3 separate regions of the Mus musculus genome follow, and all the other regions are linked to region 3. A link is a contact called in public HiChIP or PLAC-seq data. All regions are on one chromosome and are shown on one strand. The core of a region is the stretch at or near the end of the contact, and the rest is flanking DNA. Distances in the headings are between cores, read along the strand shown. Region 1 has its middle 9.2 kb from the start of Gm40931. Region 2 overlaps Dtnbp1 (dystrobrevin binding protein 1). Region 3 has its middle 21 kb from the start of Gm33489.

Region 1 (2,796 bases), core at 17-2,516, 580 kb after region 3:
AGACCCTGTACCAAAACCAAAATACATAGAAATTTAATATAGTGGCACATGCCTGTAATCTCAACACATGGAATAGGGTCGGGTCGCCAAGGTCATCGTCTGCTAGGTATCAAGTTTGAAGTCTACTTGAGCTCTATGAGACCCTATCTCAAATAAATATATGTAGTTGATTTCTTTTCTGTTGGAGAGGGGTGTGTGTGTGTCCGGGTTAGCATTTAGAGGTCAGAGAAGAACTTACTGGAAAAGGAGCTCTCTCTTTCGACCATGTGGCTCTTAGGGACCAAAGTCCGTTTGGCAGGCTTGGTCTCCAGTGCCTTTACCCACTGAGCCATCTTACCAGCCCACATTTAATGGCTTCTTGGCACATACTAGTTGCATATCTCTATGGGGTACACTGTGGCATTTCAGGCCATGTATATACAATGTGAAATGATCAGATCAAGGTGCTTGGTATGACTGTCTCTCACCCACATTGCACGCAGGTACATACACCGGGTTTTATTTGTCTCCAACATGATTGCACACTACCAGGAAAAAAAAAAAATTTAAAGTGAAGATGGAGACGTTTAGAAAGAGTAAAGGCATGGACCCACATCAGGAGCAAGCAATGGCACACCGGTGTTGGGTTGGACGCTGTCCAGCCATGGCAGCATGAGCATTTTCCTGGTGTGCAAAATGTAGTGGTTAGGGGAAGGGGGAGGAGGAGGGGGAGGGTTGAAAGGAGGTTACAAATTGTGTAGGAGAAATAACAGCATTTATTCCCAAATGACGACTCTTTATCTTCCCACCCCAGGCCTGTTTGTTGACAAGCCATTGTGTCAAAATTTGTTGGTCAAGGGAAGAGAGGCCTCTGTTCATTCTGTACGTTAGGCCTTGATCTTGTCTCTGCTGGAATTCGAGAGGTTCCCTCATAAGCAATCAGCCTCCTAATGGGCAAGAGGCACCGCCGGGAAGGACAATTTGACAAGGCTTGTCAAAACTGTCAGGCCACACTACAGAGTCTTTTTCATGGCCCTCTTCCTACCACAGGAGGGGAGCAACTTCATGAGCTTCTGCCAGCCCCGTGAGGACAAGAGCTAAAATCAGCAGAAATGCTGCTCAGACGAGAATAGGGCACACACATAAATCTGCTTTCTCAGTTAGGGCCATGACCATGGCAACTCTCAGAAAAGAAAACATTTCATTGGGGCTGTTTACAGTCATGACAGGAACCATGGCAGTGTGCAGGAAGCCATGGTGCTGACAAAGGACCTGGAGTTCTCCATCCAGATTGGCAGGCAGCAGGAAGTGAACTGACCCAAGCTTCTGAGACCTGAAAACCCTTCCCCAAAGTAACACACTTCCTCCAACAAGGGCACATCTACTCTAACAAGAACACACCTCCTTAAAAAAAAAAAAAAAGATTGACTGACTTCAAGTATGTGAGCATACCATTGCTGTCTTCAGACACAACATAAGAGGGCATTGGATCTCATTACATATGTGGTTGCTGGGAATTGACTTCAGGACCTCTGGAAGAGCAGTCAGTGCTCTTAACCACTGAGCCATCTCTCCAGCCAAGGCCGTACCTCCTAATAGTGCCTTTCTCTAAGCGTTCAAATCTATGAGTCTATAGAAGTCATTCCTATTCAAACCACAACATCTACTGTATTTCTTTTAAATGGTAGATGAATAAAACTGTATGATCAGTGCACAATATATCCAGGGTTTGTGGGATCAGGCAATAGTAACTAAATAGTCTCCATAGCCCTCTCCCCCTCCACTCAGTGACTAGGCAGAAGTGGTTAAATTGCCCAATGAATCAAGCAAATAGGAGTCAACCCTCTGAAGATAAAAGTTATCTATGGACAGTTTTTCCCTGAGGCTGTTTCGTTTCTTCAACACTGAGGTGCAGAAACCTATAAGGATAGAACTCAGCTGCCACATGGTGCAGCCACGTCCTAAAATGAAAAGGTAGCATTTTATAGAGTGCTCACTTAGCATTCAGGAAGCCCAGGGTTCAATCCTCAGCACAGCATAAAACTAGGCATGGTGGCACTTGCCTGCAATCCTAAGCACTCAGGAAGTGAAGGCAGAAGGATGAGAGACGTTCAAGGCCATCCTCTGCTATGTAGTGAGTTCAAATCTAGCCTTATGTACAGTTCAAATCTAATGTGTGTGTGTGTGTGTGTGTGTGTGTGTGTGTATACACATTTTTAAAAGTAGAGACAGAGACAGAGAGAGTCAGAGACAGAGAGAGACAAGAGAGAGGTGTCAAAAATCTAGCATAGGGACTGTAGTTCACAGTACCGGCTGTCTTGCTGTCTTCTTAGCACTCACATTGGCCAGTTTACAACTCCAGCTCCAGGAGATCCACTGTTCTCTTCTGGCCTCTGAAGGCAACTCTCACACACTTAGAAGTAATAAATTAGAAGCACTAAAGTAAGCTACCAAGCCCAGAGGGGAGGTATAGGCAGGAGGATAAGAAGCTACAGGTCATCCTCTAAAACACGCGGTGAGTTCAAGACCATCCTAAGATCCATAAGATCTTGAAGAGAGAGGATAGGGGATAGGGCAGAGGCAGAGAGAGAGAGAGAGGGACAGAGAGACAGAGACAGAGAGACACAGAGACAGAGAGACAGGATGGTCAGTCATGGGGCAATTACCGTAATCTCAGCACTCAGGAATGAAGCTAGAGGATTGCCAGGAGTTCAACACCAGTCTAGACTGCATCCAGAGTAGGAGGCCCTGTCTCAAAAAGAGAAAGAAAGAAAGAGAGAGAGAGAGAAAGAGAGAGAGAGAGAAAAGGAGGAAAGA
Region 2 (2,783 bases), core at 216-2,715, 870 kb after region 3:
AGCTCAGGGGTTCATGGCGAAGGATGGATGGAGAGGCACCACATCTGTGGAGACCTCATGCACTGTCAACCTGCTCACCCCGATACAGGGAGATCACCAGAAGGGCTCGGTGGTCTGCAGTGAGGTCTGTGGCATCACGATGAGACACTTGCTGCAGGAGAATGTTTGACAGTAGAATGTTACAAAGGAGAAAAGCCTGCAGTAGAGTGGCCACCCAGCAGCACCACAGCACCATCACCAGACACTGAGTGGGGAGCACTCTGCACCCCATAGTGTATAACCAGTCACTACACCATGGTGCTGGCACCACAAATATGAACTGGGTTCTCATCTTCCCCATTCGCAGAAACAATGGAGGTGTTTTCAAACCATTTCAACTTGAAATTTCATGTCATAAAATTAAGACCAGTAGGCAAAACTGTAATAAACTGTTTTCAAAAGTACACATACACACCCCAAGGAGAGAGCTGCCAAGAGACGGCACAGAGGTGTAAAGCATGCTGCTCTCACTGCATTAACACAGCATGCAATGCTGCAATGCAGTGAGGGGCTTGATGACAGTCACACGCATAACGGAACTGATCAAAGCACCATCAATTGAAACCAACCCACATTCTCCTGGGGTCATGTTTTCTTCCACATTGTGCTAGGTTTTTTGTCAACTTAACACAAACTAGAGTCATTTGGGAATAGGGAACCTTAATTGAGAAGATGCCTTCATTAGACTGGCAAATAGGCAAGTCTGTGGGTCATTTTCTTGATTGATGTGGGGCGGTCTAGCCTATGGTGGGAGGAGCCACCCCTGGGCAAGTGACCCTGAGTTGTGTAAGAAGGTAGGCTGAGTTAGCCCTGAGAGTATCTCAGGGTCAGCCCATCTCCACAGCCTCGGCTCAGTCCTTACCTCTAAGCTCCAGCCTTGAGTTCCTAACCTGACTTGCCTAGAGGATAAGTCCTTGCCCCCCCCCCCCCCCAAGTTGCTTTTGGTCATGGTGTTTATCACAGTGACACACACACACTTTATGTTTTTACTAGTTGCCTTATGTTTGATAAACCAAAACCAAAAAATGTAGACTAATCAAACAGCTCAGTAAAAGTATTTGTACAGATCAAAAGCATGAGGGCAGGAGCGCGATCCCCCACACCCACATGAGCGGCCAGCACAGCGGTGTGCACCTGTAGTCCTAGCACAGGGGACACGGAGACAGGTGAGACGGCTCCCTGGCCAGTCCCCTTAGCCTAAGCAACAAGCTCCAGGTCCCAGTCAGAGATCTTGTCTCAACAAACAAGGTAGAAGGCTTCGTAGGAACACCACCTAAAGCTGACCTTTGGTCTGCCTGCACACACGTAGGTGAGGCAGGGTGGTGACTCTAGCACTTAAGTGGGGGAGAAGGCTCAGTCCACGGTCATCCTTAGAGAGCTTGAGACCAACCCTGGCCTTGCTTTACTCTTGTTCTTCCTCTTTTCCCTCTCTGTCTCTTCTCTCTCCACCCCCTCCATGTGTTCATGGTCAGCTTCTTCCTCCTCCTCCTCCACTTCCTCCTTCTACACTTCCCTCCCCCTCTTCTCTCTTTCCCCTCTCTCTCTGCCTCTACTCCCTCATCTCCCCTCCCTATGTCCTAAATAAAAAGGACCTTATCTTAAAACAAAATTAACAACAACTAAAATAAAAAATGATACATGGATTAACAACCTACTTGCTTCCAATCCCCACACCCACCCCAAAGATCTTCTGAAGAGGGAAGCAAGCCAGCCCTGGAGAGGTCTAAAATGACTTGCTGTGTGGAGGTTTGGAAGCAGCTCCTCCTTTCCTAGTGGATGGGGTAGAAGCCACAGACACTGTTATGATCTAACCCACTTACCATCTTGAGAGATTTCAAACAATCAGGCTCGACTGTTCTAATTCCTGCAGGCCGAAGCTGACTGTATTTCTTGAGCCTGGTCAACAGCCTCCTAAACAGCAATGATCTTTCCCCAAACTATGCACACTTTTCTTGTTGTTGATGTTAAGGCTGATGTCAAACTCATGGCAATACCCCTGCCTCAGCCTTCCACATGCTTGGATTACAGATATGAGCTACCAGAGCTGGCTTTTGACCCACTTCTGTTCTGGAAGGCAGAGTGGAGCCACTCTGGTCATACTCTCTGTCTATGGCTAATTTAGCAGAGATGGTTCCATGCAGTACTTCCAGGAGCAGTACTGTGCTCCAGCCTAAGAACTGCACCCAGATAGGCAAACGAGGCGTTTCACCCACACACTGTATTCGCCCCTCTCTGAGCTAAAACACTACTCCCTCACACAGCTTTCTATGACCTCCCATCCAAATGGAACCTGACAATTACAAAAACCTCTAAACAGAACAGGAGAGCCTCAGTCTCGAGTGAAGCAGAGTTCTAGGATATGGAAAGAAGGCAGATTAAAAAAAAAAAATTAAAAGAAACTGTCAAAATGAAAACACTTGAAGCTAAGCACTGTGGTTCATGCCAGTAATCCCAGATTCAGGAAGCAGAGATAGAGAGAGGTATAACAAGTTTGAAGCCAACATACTTTACATAGAAAGTACACACCAACCAAGCCTACCTAGAGAGATTTTACCTCAAAACTAATCAACCAACCAAAACCTCCATCAAAACAAAAGGTCTTATTTATACTTCAAAATGCACTGAAAATCCCTATACAAGAAAAATATTGGCAAACTAAAGAACTAGTCTGCCTCTGTCTTAGGCTTAAAAGCCATCTTACAGTAAAGACAAACTAGGCTCACTGCTGTTTGTGATGAAACTTC
Region 3 (2,700 bases), core at 64-2,563:
ATTTGCTTTGAAGGTTGGCCTATACCTAGGCCAAACATAAAGAAGTGTCTAGAAACCAGCACCCCCTTCTCTGCAGCCCCTGTCAAGCTCTTTCTGGGTTCAACCATAGCTCAGGAACAGACATTACCTCATGTCTCAGCACCCCATCTCTGGGCAGGCTCCCCCTTGCCCTCTCTCTATGCTCTTCTCAGGGAGAGAAGAAGGGGTGCCATGTTGGCATGCTGAGAGGAGTGACTTTTTTTTTACTCAAAGGCAGAAAAAAATTACATTTAGTTGAAGGGTAAAGACAAAGTCAAGAAGATGCGTGTGAGCCCATTTCTTGCTTCTTTCTTCAGACGAAGCTTTGCCTTTCTTTTCTAGCTTTGGATGAATGAAGTTGTCACAGTCAGGTCGCTTTCAATAGGGTCTCAGAAAAAACGCCTTTGCCACCCTAACTAACCTCATTTGGCCAGGGCACACATTTAGACGTCTTTCTCCAATTTCTTTATTCTACACATATCTTCCCCTAAATATTCCCATTCTTGCCTCCCGGTGGTATGGACCATTCTTTATAAAGATTATGGCTTCTTAGCCCAGCTCTGTATTTGCCCCCAATCTCTTACTGCCACAGAGCAATGGTACATGTGAAGGGGACAAGAGACAGCTAAGACCTGGTAGACCTGTTATAGGAAGAGAACTTTGGCGGAAACAAATTGCTGTTTAGTTAAATGTAAGTTGCTTCCTAGAGTTCACCTGCTATATATACATGTTTAAAAGAAAATACTCTTTTTTTTCTCTCTTAATGAATTATGCTGCCACCCCTAAAATTGTCTTTGACAGGTGACAGTTGGCCAGTTTCTTTTCCTTCGCTGCCTAGCATCACAGGGTGAAATGTCTTCATCACCTGGAAGCTGTGTGCCAGTGTGGCCAGGTCACAGGCTTCCTTGGTTTTCCACTGTAACTATTGCAACCGTCCCGCATTCTGGTTCCTAAGACCTTCTTCAGGAAACCACACCAGTGACCTTCAGAAGGCCAGAACTCTTCACCCTGAATGTTTGAGCCTTCCCTCTCTCTTAACGCCTGGCTTTCTGCCAGCTGAAAGCAGAAGGCCGTTAGAGATTCTAATCTCCCGGTACAAAGTCTCTTTGGCATCGACAGTCAGATGTCACCTGGGGTCACCGTGGCCTATTTGAGGTGCAGAGTTCTGGGTAGTTTCAGTTGTGCTTGCAGCCGATTCAGAGAGCAAAAGCCGAAGTCTAACAGGAAGGTTGGTTGTCTGAAGTGTGCTAAAAATACTTTGACGTTTGTTGCTTGTGAATGGTTATTTTTAGTCTGAGGAAGTGGATTTAACATAGACCCGGGGGCCCGGTCGTGGCTGACAGAACCAGTGAGGTGTGCACCTGGATAAAGCCGTCCATTTCTGTCTGTCTGCTCCACACTTCTTCCTATGTATGCCCTGGACATGGAGGAGGACGAGACAAAACTGATTCCAGGTCTCTGTCTGCAGCGGGACCTCTCTCTTCCTCTCTGAAGCTGCTGGCCGATGAGAGGCAGGCCAGATCCAGAAGTCAACAGCTGGGCTTCAGACCCCACGAGGCACTGTCCCCTCTGCTAGAGAATACAGTCTGTGGCTTTTGAAGCCTCTGCCCTGTAGTGCTGGGCTCAGTAGAGTCTAGGTGGTTGGTTGCTAACAACTGTCACCTAATTGTCACATGAGCAGGATAACCAGACTCCTGTCCTCTAGAAGGTTCCTGCCTCATTGCAGCCTCTCCAAACTGAAGAATGAGCAGGGAGTTGGGGTACAGGTTGGTTCTTTGGCTTCTCATTCCTTGTAGGTTGACTGAGCAGTAGGGGAGGAATGGCCGTATACTGAATACCCTCCTGGTATGTCCCACTTCTATGCTATCAAGCAAGGTTAGTTACTGAAGCAAGTTAAGGTAAAGAAGCAAGAGGCGAAACCCAGAGGATCTCAAGTGGACCCTAACTGTTGTACCAATGGCAGGGGCTAAGGAATGGCAGATTAGGAGTGGCCACTTGGATCCCACTGTACCTGGGACTGCAGACTGTCTTAGCAGAGCTCTCTCACGGATATTGTGATGAACCAGCTAAGGGTTACTGCATCGTTCTTAGTCCGCTTGTGCTGTTCTAGCAAAATGTCACAGATCAGGTGGCTTAAACAGCAGGCATTCATTTCTTACAGTTCTAGGGGCTCAGAAATCCACGACCAAATGCCATTCAACTGCAGATCCTGGTCACACTCCCTGGCTGCCTTCTGGCTGTGTCTTCACATGTCCCTTTCTCTCTTCCTCTGAAGGGACAGAGACCTCTGCTGTCCCCTTCTCTTCTTGTAAGACCAACAGCCCTACTAGATTGGGGCCCACCCTTGTGACCTTATTTAATTTGAATTCCATCCTAAAGATCTCACATCCAAATAGTCACCGTGGAGACTGAGACATCTACACACAGACTTAAGGAATGGGGGACACACTCTGGCCATAGCTCCTGCAGCCAGGGAACCAACTGCAGCCAACTTTGCTGTTGGGACCCTTTCACACTTTGGGGGTACTCTAGGTCCAGGTATCCCAAGGAACCCCCATGTTCCTTTGTCAGGAGACTATGCTCAGGCTTCTGGTACTATCTTGAAAGGACAATGGTGAGAGTTGGCTTCCTTTCATAAATGATAGTTTTTGACCAATGAATGGCGGGCAGGAAGGAAGCAAA

What was found. HiChIP or PLAC-seq counts read pairs in DNA pulled down with a chosen protein or histone mark.
Region 1: a contact with region 3 is called in an H3K27ac HiChIP or PLAC-seq map of microglia, with 5 times the contacts expected there. The contact joins two enhancer-like sites. A contact is called at or near these places in 2 of 115 datasets of contacts at active chromatin or transcription factors (embryonic basal ganglia and microglia).
Region 2: an H3K27ac HiChIP or PLAC-seq map of microglia shows a contact between it and region 3, with 5 times the contacts expected there. The contact joins two enhancer-like sites. A contact is called at or near these places in 3 of 115 datasets of contacts at active chromatin or transcription factors (embryonic basal ganglia, forebrain and microglia) and 1 of 9 other capture datasets (embryonic stem cells).

The regions. Positions count from the first base shown.
Region 1 is chr13:44,644,850-44,647,645 of GRCm38.p6, forward strand. No RefSeq gene overlaps it. Among named protein-coding and RNA genes, the nearest start is that of Gm40931, 9.2 kb to the left of the region's middle. Within about 2 kb of position 1,267, at least 4 of the 459 cell types and tissues checked have an H3K27ac peak or open chromatin away from gene starts, as enhancers often do. A contact at or near this core is called in microglia, where this site is marked.
Region 2 is chr13:44,936,451-44,939,233 of GRCm38.p6, forward strand. The region is part of intron 7 of Dtnbp1 (dystrobrevin binding protein 1); the gene reads right to left. Among named protein-coding and RNA genes, the nearest start is that of Dtnbp1, 64 kb to the right of the region's middle. Within about 2 kb of position 1,466, at least 52 of the 459 cell types and tissues checked have an H3K27ac peak or open chromatin away from gene starts, as enhancers often do. A contact at or near this core is called in microglia, where this site is marked.
Region 3 is chr13:44,064,713-44,067,412 of GRCm38.p6, forward strand. No RefSeq gene overlaps it. Among named protein-coding and RNA genes, the nearest start is that of Gm33489, 21 kb to the left of the region's middle. Within about 2 kb of position 1,314, at least 78 of the 459 cell types and tissues checked have an H3K27ac peak or open chromatin away from gene starts, as enhancers often do. A contact at or near this core is called in microglia, where this site is marked.